Regions from separate parts of the Rattus norvegicus genome. Here region 1 is linked to region 2. A link is a contact called in public Hi-C data. All regions are on one chromosome and are shown on one strand. Each heading gives the region's core, a stretch centred on a gene start, on an enhancer-like site or on the middle of the called end of the contact. The rest is flanking DNA. Distances are from core to core; before and after follow the strand shown.

Region 1 (5,926 bases), core at 1,244-3,743, 33 kb before region 2:
TTCCTTTCCTGCAGGGCTATGCGCGGCTGTGTTGCTGGGGAAGACTCCACAGTTAAAGTTCTTTTGAATGCTAACCTCTCCTAGTATCTTTTCCCCATCTACCTGTACTTCTGCTCACCCTACGGCTGCCTTCAATTGCTTCCCCCCACCCCCGCCCCGAACCCCGTCAACCCCCCGCCTCTGAAAAGGATGCTTAAATCAACTGCAGCAACAAACAGGAAGGTGGGCTCACCTGTCAAGCCCAAGGCAGCACTCAGACCCTAACCTTAGCTGGGAGGTGTCACGTCTACAGCGCCCTCCAAATATACGCTGCTCATTCTTGGTCCACAGCAACTACCCAGAGCTTGGACGTGGCACAGGCTTTTAGCTCCTGTATTAACTGCATCCTGCAACCATTGGAGGATTGGGTCAGTGAGGGAGTGAGGTCCCTGCTCTCAAGGACAGATGCATTTGATGGATTTCAACACAGCGATGGCCGCTCTGCTTCCCCATCCCCTGACTAGAGCTCAGCCACTGCTACTTTTGCTTCATGATCTTGGCTAAAATTAGCTTCCTGAGAGCCACAGGGATTAATTATTCATGGCGTCAAGTCTCCTTCCCGCTACCATCTTATCATTCAAATGGAAGAAAATATTCTGGCAGCTGTCCAGCAGAGGTGCTTTCCCTCCCTGAGGTGCTGCCCACCCACCATGCAGCACGGGCACACCAGGCACACCCAGATCTCCATAAATTGTGTAAGAGGAAAACGAAGCCATGTGCTCTTCAATATTAATAAAAAAAAGTCACTAATTTTTCACTATGCAAATACATGACCATTATATTAACAACAACAAAAGCCATGCAACAACAACTGCTGTCCTGTCAGCCCTGTTTGCAGCAAGGCTCAGTCCGCCCAGGTTCCACTCAGTCTTTAACGTCACATACCTCAAGTGACCTAACAGTAACTTACTTCATTTACTTAACTCTGGCCGTACACATGTCCCTACACAAAACATGTCTTGGGGATTTTAAAATGAATCCAGAGATCTGAGGGTATATACAGGACAAGTAGGCTCTGTTTTTCTACAATAGTGGAGACACAGTTTTGTGGTACAGGACAAAGTACAGTAAAACCAATGACTTACTAATTAATAACATTTTCCTTTACTTTTTTATTTTCTGATTATGTTTTGCCTGCATATCTCATATCTCAGCAGCACATGCATGCAGTGACTGAGAAGGCCAGCAGAGGGAGCTGGAGCTCAGGGAACTGAGTTACAATGGTTATGAGGCCCTGTGTGTGCTAGGAACTGAATCCGGGTCCTTTGGAAAAGCAGCTGGTGCATTTACCCACCAAGCTGGTTCAGAATACAAACTGCAGGAGTTCATGCAAACTCGGTGTATAGATTCAGTCTTTAACAATGGCCCTGTTCCCTAGTTCTGTCCCCTGCAAAGTTGAGAAACAATGTTCCCTGCCCAGCTGTGCTCATGTCTAGCAGCCGTGTGGGTCATCAGCACTCCTGAAATACCCTGCAAACACTGTGTCTCCTCCACAAGAAGCCACACAGGCTCCAGATGAGGTGCAAGAAGAGCCTGGAGTGCACAGCCACAGAACAGAGTAAAGGATTTTAAGACAAAGAGTAGAGTGTATATATTTTGCCAGTTTGAAATCTTCATCGTACAACAAAAAGAGACCAGCAGTTTGCAATGGAACCAGGGTATCATCTAAAATGAGAGGGGGAAGGGGAGGGGAGAGGAGGAGGGAGAGGGAGACGGAGGGGAGATGACAGCTACACCTGGAATCCCAACACTCAGGAGGGAGAGGGTCTGGAGTTTAATGCCACCCTCTGCTACACTGAGTCTGAAACCAGCCTGAACTACAAGAGACTATGTAAAAAAAAATACAGTAGTGACGGGAATAGTGAGAGCTAAAAGTGGTCAAAGTCCTTCACTGTAGAAACAGGAGTGCTGTGAACAGCATAGGCCAACAGACATGCACAGAGTGACAGTATTCTTTTCTGAGACAAAGAAATGAAGGGTTTTTCCAGTAAGTATGTGGTATTTACATAGCTGTGCACACATATGCATGTGACATTAACAACAGAAGAAGAAGCCGTCACTGGAGAGTGCTGCGGGTGTGGGAAGTGGTGGTGGGAGGAGTAGCTAAAGGGATGAAGGGGAGGGAGAAGGAAACCAATGTGATTATTTCAATTAAAAATATATTTAAAAATAAAAATAAAATCGAAAGTGTGTGTGGTGGGGGTAGGGGACAGACAGCCGAGCCTGCACAGTGCCAGTGTCACACACCGCATGGACACCCCCACAGTTACTCCCCATTCAGAAGGACAAGGCGCCGCTCAGTCAGTGTGCTAGCTCCAAATGCTCCTTGAGATTCGGCTGTAGCCTCTGCAGCTCTCAACAGGGGAGGCTGTGCACCAAGCAGCAAGATGGACTGACAGTCAGAACGCAGGCAGACTCTGCCTCTGTGCCAAGCTGAGGGCCAGCAGGAGCCATCTGTGGTCCAGGGCTAGCAGAACACCAGACCCAAAGAGTACAGGGACAGACTCGGATAGGAGGTTTCACTCCAAGGTACCTCCTCCTGTTGTTTTTTAAATATTTATTTTAAATTCTGTGTAAACAGTTTGTCTGCAGGGTAAGCAGATGTGTGAGCGCTGGGCCCAGAGAGAAATACAGACTCTTAACTGCTGGGCCACCTCTCCAGTCCCTCTCTGATTTTTTTTCTAAACAATAAAAGCAAATGATTTAGAGAGCTCATTTTTATATCAGCTGCAGGCAATAGACACAGGAACTTTACGCATGTTCTTTAAAGGACGGACGGACTGAAGTAAGGGGAGGACAACCAATAAGCCTTTAGTCTCTCAAACACGACAGCCATTTTCTTATGATTTTAGCTAAGTCGCACCTTAAACAAAGTTTCTGTTTCTAACGGAAGATGATTCCTTTACTAAGCTGGCTGCACAATGCTGTCAAGAACAATAATAAACAGATTTACGACAGGAATTTGATGAGGTGGGAGCTGGAAGCTGATGCTCCCCACAGAGCTTACCTGTAGGTTCAGTTTGTCACATCCTGCATCTCAAGCTCAGTGTGGGGAAGCTGCTACCATGCTAGCATGGGGGCCTCAGCCAGCCCCCATGGTGGGGCAGCATCCCTAAAGGAAGCATGCGGGCAGTTACTGTCTGAGAGCCCAGAATGCTCACCTAGCACTACACAAATCCTCGCCACCCATTCCAAGATGGCCAGGGAAGGTGGAGACATTCCCAGCTGGACCATCTGACAGATGCTTGCCGAGGAGAGCCTCTTCATGTGTGAGGAGGGATCTGTGAGTGCGCACAGCCTTGTCAGGCTTAAGGCCTTAGCTTGATGAAGTCTCTCAGGCTTTGCTCCGCCCAACTTGGAGAAAGGCCCCCAGCGTGAATTAAATAAAGGGGGTCAACATCCCCAAAGCAGCACAGGGTCTCAATCTTCATCCCAGAGTTTATCAGAAACATGGTTTATACTCACTACAGCCATTTTCAAAGGGCCCAGCAGGTAAAGACCTTCTGCCAAGACTGGAACTTGAGTTCTAGCCCTAAGACTGACATGTTAGGAGAGAACCAACTGCCTCGAGGTGTCCCTGACTTCCACAAGCATGCTGTGGCGTGTCCCCACACCCCTGACTTCCACAAGCATGCTGTGGTGTGTCCCCACACCCCTGACTTCCACAAGCATGCTGTGGCATGTCCCTACACCCCTAACACACAACAAATGAGTAAAAGTTAGGAAAAAGGAAGACTCTAGGCCAACGGACAAAGAAAATGTCTCCTTTCCGATGGCAGCTAAGAACATTCAATGTAAAGTTCACTTAGAAGGAAATTTTCTAACTTAATTTGTAGTAGAAAAATACTCAGAGGGGGAAAAACTAATTTGTTCTGAAAGCATCTCTGTTTAAAGCACTCCTGATCCTCCCTTTACTCATTAGCATCTCTAGAGAGCTCCAGCAGGGCAGCATCTGAAGCATGTCCCTTCTGAACCATGCAGAGACCAGAGGACAACATCCTAAAAACATTAGATCACCGTGATGTGATGGCCATTCCACTCACTAGGCTCCATCCTCCGATGCCCAGAGACGGAAGCACACAGTCTAACTCTGGAGCCCGCCCACTTCACCATCCCACCTTTAAAAATGCATGGCCCACTTCTGAGGAAGGATTAAAATGTCAGCGCTAGGGTTGGAAATACACCTCAGCTGACAGAATGCTGCAAGGCCCTGTGTGTGATCTCCACTGCTCAGGAGTTCAAGGTCGTACTCAGTTACACAGTGACTGGGAGACCAAACTGGACACACAAGCCTGCTGCAGATAATAAAGCTAAATAAAATCTCCAAGCTTGATTTGAGGTGATTAAGGCCACTGGGGGACAAAAGTCCTAGCAGGCTTTTCTAGGGGTGGAGCCTGCCAGAGACGCCTACTGGGCAACAATGGTGTGAATACTATGGGAATAATAACCACTTTCTGACTGGACTTGCGTGATCCGCTCCAGAAGACAGAATTAATGCTCAACGGATACAAAAACCTGGTCAAAATGCCATGGGCGGCCTTGTCTTAGGTCTCAGGGACAGTTACTGTGGGCGGCCTTGTCTTAGGTCTCAGGGACAGTTACTGTGGGCAGCCTTGTCTTAGGTCTCAGGGACAGTTACTGTTGCCATCTTTCTAGGCAGTCACACCGTCAAGCTGCTTCCCCAATATGCTCACACCCGTAGAGTAGCGCTGCTCTTCACCTCTGTCACAGAAGCTCCTTTTGCAGTGGGAAGCAGTCATAACTCATCAAAGAATTCAACCTAAGTGGGTTTCTACCAAAGCTACCCCCAGCTGCAGGAACACGGGGGAAGACACGGCAGATAAAATGTAAGAGCTGAGGAACCGGTAGGGATGCTGTAAAATGGCATGGCTACTGCACTCATGGACCCTCGGTTGCTACAAGGCAGACAGTCAGCATTCCAATAGGGACATGGGAGGAGCTCAGCAGGTCCCACCTCTAGCTGGGGACAACTGACAACTGATGGCTGCTGTGAGGAATGTCCCCACTGGTGTATGCAGGCTCCTGGTGGACGGTGCTATATCCATGTGCATGCAGGCAGCACCAGTTGGACTCGGTGGTTATTAAAAAGAGGAGGAGGAGGAGGCATAAGAAGAGGAGGAGGACATAAAGGTTGGAGGGGGATGTGCTGGGTTAGGTGTGATCAAGATCTGTTTGGTGCTGGGAACAGGGACACTGATAGTTTGGAGCAGGCTGGGCCAACAGGATGTGAGAAACAGGACTCTGGACCTCCTCCCCACAGAGGAGCAGGATAAGCCCGGATGCTCCAATGCGATGGCACCTCAATAAGCAGAAGTAGGCCTTTGATGTTTGCTTTCTCCAGACAAGAGCTGTGGGCAGTGCAGTCCTGTGATGTGCATGATGAAAGATAATTACCCGGGTGTCCCTTATGCACAGTGTACAGGCATCAAGTCATAACTACTCCACAATGCCCACCAATATTATATGCCAACTGAAAAACCTTCAAGATCGATCATTAGAATAATGATGGATGATGTCTCGGGCTTCACTGCTGTGAAGAGACACCATGACTAAGGCAAACACTTACTGGGAGCTGGCTTACAGTTTCAGAGGATTAGTCCACTATCACCATGCTAGGAAGCACGGCAGTCATGGTACCAGAGGAGCCCAGAATCCTACATCTTGATCCAAAGGCAGTCAGGAGGGACTGGAATTCCACACTGGATGGAGCTTGAGCATAGAAGGCCTCAAGGCCCGCCTACATTCTGACACACTCATCAAGGCCACACCTATTCCAACAGGCCAGACCTCCTAATAAAGCCACTCCCTGCAGCCAAGCATTGAAACACAGGAATCTATGGGGGCCAAGCCTATTCAAACCAGATGA
Region 2 (6,375 bases), core at 3,474-5,973:
GGTGCACACAGCACTGACACTCTCTCCTGCACCCTCACCAAGTGTGTCTCATCACCTGCCCCAAGGCTTGAATGTGTCACAAAGGCAACACCAGCTCAGCATATGGGCCTGCTGCATCAGAGCACTGAGCTCTGAGAACGGGAGTAACATGAACTTATAAACATGGCCCTGGGCTCAAAGCTGCAAAGTCCCAAGGCATTAGCCAGCCAGCTTTTCCTAGCGCAGAATACCTGACCCAGGATACATATACAGTACTTTTCCTAAAGCTCAGTGCTCTGGAGGTTCAAAGTCCAGGATCAGTTGATGCCATAGTAAGGGGTGGGGTTAGGGGGTGGGGTACACAGTAATACATGAAGGCAGCTTCTAGGAGTAAAGAGTCATATGTCATGGTAGAGGCAGGTTTACCCCTTTTGTGACAGACTTCTCAGGACCTCCAGAGGGTATTAAGAGAAACCACCTCAAGCCTCCAATGACCTCACAACATCTGACTAGGTCCCACCTCCTAAAGGTTCTCCTTCCAAAAATGCCAAGCCTCTAATCATCTTCTAAAGGCTCCATCCCTTCCAACAGTCAGGCCTGTAACTTCAATGGACCTGAGTGACATGAACCACATTCATAGCACAGTGCAAACCTCTTCTGGTCTCTGTGGAAACAGCTCCGAGTGGCTGAGCACCAAGCACAGGCATCTTGTCCTGCATCAGTGCTGTCATTTGCAGAAGGAGCAGTTGTTAGCAACCTCCAACCAGGGTCTTGTTGACACATCAGAAGAAGGTCTCTACTGTGCAGATATTTCTAATCCTCATAGGAACAACATCTGTGTTATATAATCCAGAATGGCTTTAACTGTAAGCAGTTTCTATGAAGTGGCCATTGCACAAGCAGTGCCTACTGATGAAAAGTCTCCTCTTAATGTAGCATGAGAAAATGACCTCTAAAAGTAAGTTATTTTAATGCTAGATAGACAGTGTTTCTTTGCTCATCTGAGGAGAGCATTTTATCAGAAAGGGGAGCATGAGTCACCCAGAAGACAATGAGAAGAAAATGGCTAGCAATCTCGTTCCCTCCTATGTGGACATACGGGACACTCAAACACAGTCAGGAAGTCAATGTGGAGTTTCCAGCAGCCCAATTACTATGGTGACAGAAAAAAAGAATTAAGAGAGGTTTCCTTAAGCATCCCCTGGCCCTTAGATGAAGCTAATACATGCAGTGAGCATTCCATAGAAAAGCCGGAGACTGTCAGGATGGCTCAGGTGGTAAAGGTGCTTGTCACTGAGCCTGAGGAGCTCAGCTTGATCTCCGAGTGCCACGTGACGATACCCACCCTGCCCCCATGCACTAAATAAGTTAATAAAGCATAAGTAATTAAATTACATATATAAGAGCTATCTGCACAGCAGGGGCCTTCTGCCTGGTGCTGAAGTAGTGGTGAGGGCATCAGCACTGAGCTGGCACAGCTTTCACTGTGTTCACAGGCCGTGTCAGGTTCCTGGGACCTTGGATCTTGTCAATACCGGGGCAGGGGGAGGAAGAGAGGGAGACAGGGAGACAGACAGACAGACAGACAGCCCGACAGTATCTGTCTCCTGTATCCCAGGATGGCCTCATTCACTATGGAACCCAAACCAGCCTCAAGCCTTCTGCTATGGATCCCTCTGCGCATACTCCAGCATGCTGGAACTGAATGCATCCACACCATACCCAGTTAAGTGGTGCTAGGAACTGAATCCAAGGCTTCATGCACAGTGGGCAAGAACTCAACCGAGCTACATCCCTGTCCCCAGCTCTCTCCTAGTAACGTTTAACAAGCAGTCACCCTGTGCCACGGGTACTGTTACCACTATTTCGTTTTATAGTCATTGAAGCAGTGTTTGAGAACCTGGAACATCAGCATCCACAAAGGGCAGGGCCAGGCCTGGAACCCCAGCTCTGGACGCCAGTCTCTGACCGACTATGCAGCCGCGCCTCCCAGCACGTGGATGAGAGCAGCACATGTTGGAGGCGGGAGGAACTCGAGGTCTTTCCACCATCCAACACAGCAGATGGAGCAAGGGAAAGCTGACAGGATAATGCTGTCAGTCATCCTGCCTTCTCCCCCTCATCCCAACAGCACCCTTGTAGCCATGCTGGAAACAAGGCCCGGGCCAGCTGCAGATCTCTAATACGTGAGATCCAAGTCTGACTTAGGACACGGTGATGGACCCTGTGGATGCTAGAGTCAGTCTCTGGCTGGGGAAGAGCAGTAAGACATAAGAGGGGGGTGTGCGTGAACGTGTGCTTCACAAGCACACATTACAGTCTTGTTCCTCCCTTATTCTCTAAGCTAAACACTGCTGGTCTTCTTCCCTACAGAAAAACATCCATTCACGATGCTCTGTGCTCTATGCAGAGCACCAGCCTTTCATCTGCCCTCTCGGCATCCCATAAACCTGGGCAGTGCTGCTCCACCTTCCTAACGCTGTGACCCTTTAGCACAGTTCCTCCTGCTGTGCTGACCCCCAGCCATAAAGTTATTTTCACTGCTAATTCATAACTGTAATTCTGCTACTGCTATGAATCGTAATATAAATATTTTGGAGACAGTTTTGCCAAAGGGGTTGTGACCCACAGGTTGAGAATCACCAGCTAGGTTTCCTGCTTTCAGTGTGACAGCAACATCACCACTTGGTCTGTATAGTGAGTTCCAGGCCAGCCAAGGATGCACAGTGACAGCCTGTCTCAAAAAAAGTTTAATTAACTAATTAATTAAAGCCCATAAGCAAGCAATACCATAGTTAACTTTTAAAAAATCTTCCATCAAAGCCTTTGATGAAGCTAAAATCAAACTCTGTGTGTGTGTGTTAAATAAGACATTCTTAAGTTGTCCTCATTTTCAGACCATAAAGGTAAGAAGAAGCTGACTTAAAAGTAAGTCTGCTGTAGGGCCAAGGTGTGGCAGTGCAAGCCTGTAATCTTAGCCTTGAGGAGGCTGAGATAGGAGGATCAAGGCTAGCCTGAGCTACAAACTGTACAGTGTCTCAAAAAGTAAACCAGATCTCATGGAAAGTTCCTAGTTGTAAGATACCTGCTTCTCTGCGGGAGTGACTGGGCTTGGTGGAAATCACCATTCTTTAAAGTCTAAGCATTCCCCATTATTAACACACTCTTACTTCATCACAACTACACTGGGGTTCTCTCATTTCAATCTAAACTATGTCTCAAGAAACTATGCGGTGTCCGCCCTTAAACATGCTGAGGACAGCGACTAGGCATCTGACGGCCAGCCCACATTCACGGTAAGCCAGCTTGCTTCCTGAAGCAGAACACCTGGAGCTTTGAGTTCCCAGGGCTTCTTTCACAACAGGGCTTAGATCTTGAGCTTAATTTTTCAAATGCAAACAAAAATTAAAGCAACACACGTGTTTCCCCTTTCATTCTTCTGTACTTTTAAAAATTCCTCTATTTTCTTCTTACTAGATAATTCTTAAAAAATCGGCTCTCTTGAAAGGCATCAGGACTCATCCTGACTGTAGAAGGATGAGGCAGAGATGGGTGGTCAGAGTTTGGACTGAAATGTTTCAAGTTCCTCTACAGAGCGACAATTACACTACTCAGTCTTTAAATAACGAAAGCACCAGGGTATACAAAGGAGAGCGCCACACAAGGACCTGGCAAGGGTGCTCAGGTCACAAAGGCTGCCGGGGCAGCGTGAGAGCCAGAGTCCCAACCCAGCAAGTGCTAGGCTCGCTGTTGCCTCTAATGCATCAGTCCCCCGAGCCAAGGCGCGGTGGGAGACCAGGCGACAGCTCGAAAGCAGCAGAAAAACACTGGACACCCCTCGGAGGGCAGAAAGTGAGACCAGACTGCGGTGGCAGGGAAGGAAGGGTCAGAGCAGCGGGGGATGGGGTGGGGAGGAGGATGGGGCCAAGGCTCAGGGCAAAGGCTGCAGATAAAGCCTTGGGAAGCGAAGGAGAGCAGGGAAGAGAGCTGCCGCAGGTCACGAGGTGACCACCCGGTGTGCGCAGCCAGGGCAGAGAGTCGGGGAGCCCGGGTCACCTGTATTGTTTGAAAAGCTGATCCGACTCCCTGAAGCCGTTGTTGAGAAGCATGTTGATGCCAGCCAGGGCCAGCTCCGCGTCCTGCAGGGGCGCCGCTGCCGCGTCCGGGTCGCCGTCCTCCCTCCGCCGCGGCCGCTGCTGCTCCGAGCCGGCCATGGGCGCACGAGGCCCGGCGCGGGCCGAGGAGAGGTGCGGGAGGCGGCTGCAGCGGCCCGCGCTCCCCGAGCCCTGTCCGACTTGCCGGGAGCCGAGCACAGCAGCCAGCAGGGGGCGGGGAGGGACGCGAAGGCGGAGCCGCCGCCGGGCTGCGGCGCGGGGAACGTGGGCGCCCGGCCGCCCCCACCCGCCGCCGGGGATTACTCAGCAGCCGGCTCGCGGCCACCCCAGCCGTTTCGGGTGTCTGCGCCCGCTTCGATCCAGGCGTCCGGAGCTGCCTCCGCTTCCTGCAGCCCCTCTGGGCCCCGGAACCCGCCCCATAGGCCCCCAGGCTAGCGCCAGGCTGCGGACACCCACGCGAGGCCCCAATGCCCAACCCTCCGAGATAGGATGGACCTCGGACGCACTGGGAGGGGCGGGAGAGCTTGACTCAGGGTCAGAGAACTCCTGGTCCGCTGCTACTGAGCGCGGCTGGGCACTCAGGTGTCTTTGGCTTGGTCCACGCGTGTCAGAACCCTTGGGAGTCCAGTGCCAGTCACCCCCAACTTCGTCCGGATCCCAGCCAGCCCCCTCCCCCAGGCCCAAAGCAGCCAATCCTCAAGCAGTTGGGCGGCGGGGGCGTGGCCTCCAGAACCCGGACCATTTGCTAGGGCCCACCACCAACATTAGAAACACGTAGAGAGAGGGATCCATATGCTACGTAGCTAAATATTTAAACGCTAAGAAGTAAGCTGTTAAGGTGTGTTCTCAGCACCCTGACGACTATACTTCCAAGCCAGTGAAACAGAAAAGCTGTGGTTTTTATATAAGCAAATGTAAGCAAAACGCCAAGGGTGATAATTTAATCAGAGTCTCACTTCTGACGGTGAGCTAGTGGTTTCTGCATGCACCATTTAGACATAAAAGAGAAATCTGTTTATGGGTTTTAAAAATGTTCTTCTCCCCTTTACTTTAGCAGCTGTTAAACAATACTTTGACAACTAAGGTTGTGCGAATGTCAAATTGGACTATCTTCCCTAAGAACTCGCTCACTTCAATTAGAAGAGACTTAACCGCTAAAGGGCTCAAAACCATTCATACTCAGATCAAGACATTACTCCAAAAATAACATCCAACATTATAGCGAGCTACGTATAAATTACCACACAAGTGCACCGTAATTTAAACTCACCCTGCATGTTAGCTTTGTTACTTGTAGCATTCCTTACAAGACCATCTAACTCCTATCTCATGTTCAGCCATGAAATTGAAGAGGAATGCCCATTGTGGTCAGTGCCTAGCTGTAGCCTTCTCTTTCTCCTTTCTTACAGGATCGCACTATTCTGCTCAGGCTGGCCTGGAACGCCTGGGCTCAGTCACCCGGCCTGACCTCCCACCTAACTAGGACAGCAGGCCCATGCCTCAAGCACAATACTCCATACGACTGTTGTAAAATCACGCTAATTCTCTGAGACTTTCCCCTGTATCCCTGACCAGCCCTGAATTCACTGCAGTCTCCTGCTTCAGCCCTGGGTTGGTAACTGCACGTTCAGATACTATGCTGGGCTAACAAATTCTTAACAAGAAGTTGGAATACAAAATATTAAATAAATACTAAAATAAAAAATGAATGCATGTCTACCTGGAAATGGTACCATCTAATTTAGGAAACATGTCATTTATGCTGAAAGAACTTTACAAATTGACTGTTTAATTTTGGTCTCAGTTGTAAGCACTGTCACTGCCTTCAGTGACATTCAGACTTCAGTTTTTTAGTGTCTTGTAATGACATTTCCAGAAGACCTGAATGGCATCCTTGATAAGAATGGATGCTGAGAGCTATGCATCCACTGTGCCAGCAGAGAGCAAATGACACAGAAGCCAGGGTTTCTTTAATACACTCATGTGTGTATACATTTTGATGGGCAAGCCATTAGGTGTTAGGGACTGCACAGCCCACTAAGTCCACATGAGGCTCCTGGCTTCATAGCATCTATGGCATCAGTGCTGACCAGCCTGGCCAAGGCCTTCCTTGCTCAGACTGCCTGGATTTTGGACAGGTGGAGCCCATCCATCTGAAGTCCTTGCACAATCCAGGCAACAAGAGAGGCAAGCCAAGAGGACAATGTCAAAGTGGGAGGCATCTGTACCTCTCCCACCTAGGGAAGGGGACAGTCTTCTATTGCATTTATAGCTGGGGAAA

Evidence for each region. Hi-C and Micro-C count contacts between places; a contact is called where the count stands out from the background.
Region 1: a Hi-C map of liver shows a contact between it and region 2, with 1.8 times the contacts expected there. The contact joins the enhancer-like site here to the promoter of Ttc39c in region 2.

Annotation. Positions count from the first base shown.
Region 1 is chr18:4,109,353-4,115,278 of GRCr8, reverse strand. All of the region lies in intron 1 of Ttc39c (tetratricopeptide repeat domain 39C), which reads right to left. Among named protein-coding and RNA genes, the nearest start is that of Ttc39c, 32 kb to the right of the region's middle. Within about 2 kb of position 2,493, at least 6 of the 93 cell types and tissues checked have an H3K27ac peak or open chromatin away from gene starts, as enhancers often do. A contact at or near this core is called in liver, where this site is marked.
Region 2 is chr18:4,078,292-4,084,666 of GRCr8, reverse strand. Ttc39c (tetratricopeptide repeat domain 39C) reads right to left here and starts at 4,723. Exons shown (of 14, transcript NM_001415714.1): 1 at 4,036-4,723. The coding sequence starts at 4,193. LOC134482904 (a long non-coding RNA gene) reads left to right here and starts at 3,630. Exons shown (of 2, transcript XR_010059618.1): 1 at 3,630-3,831; 2 at 5,504-5,803.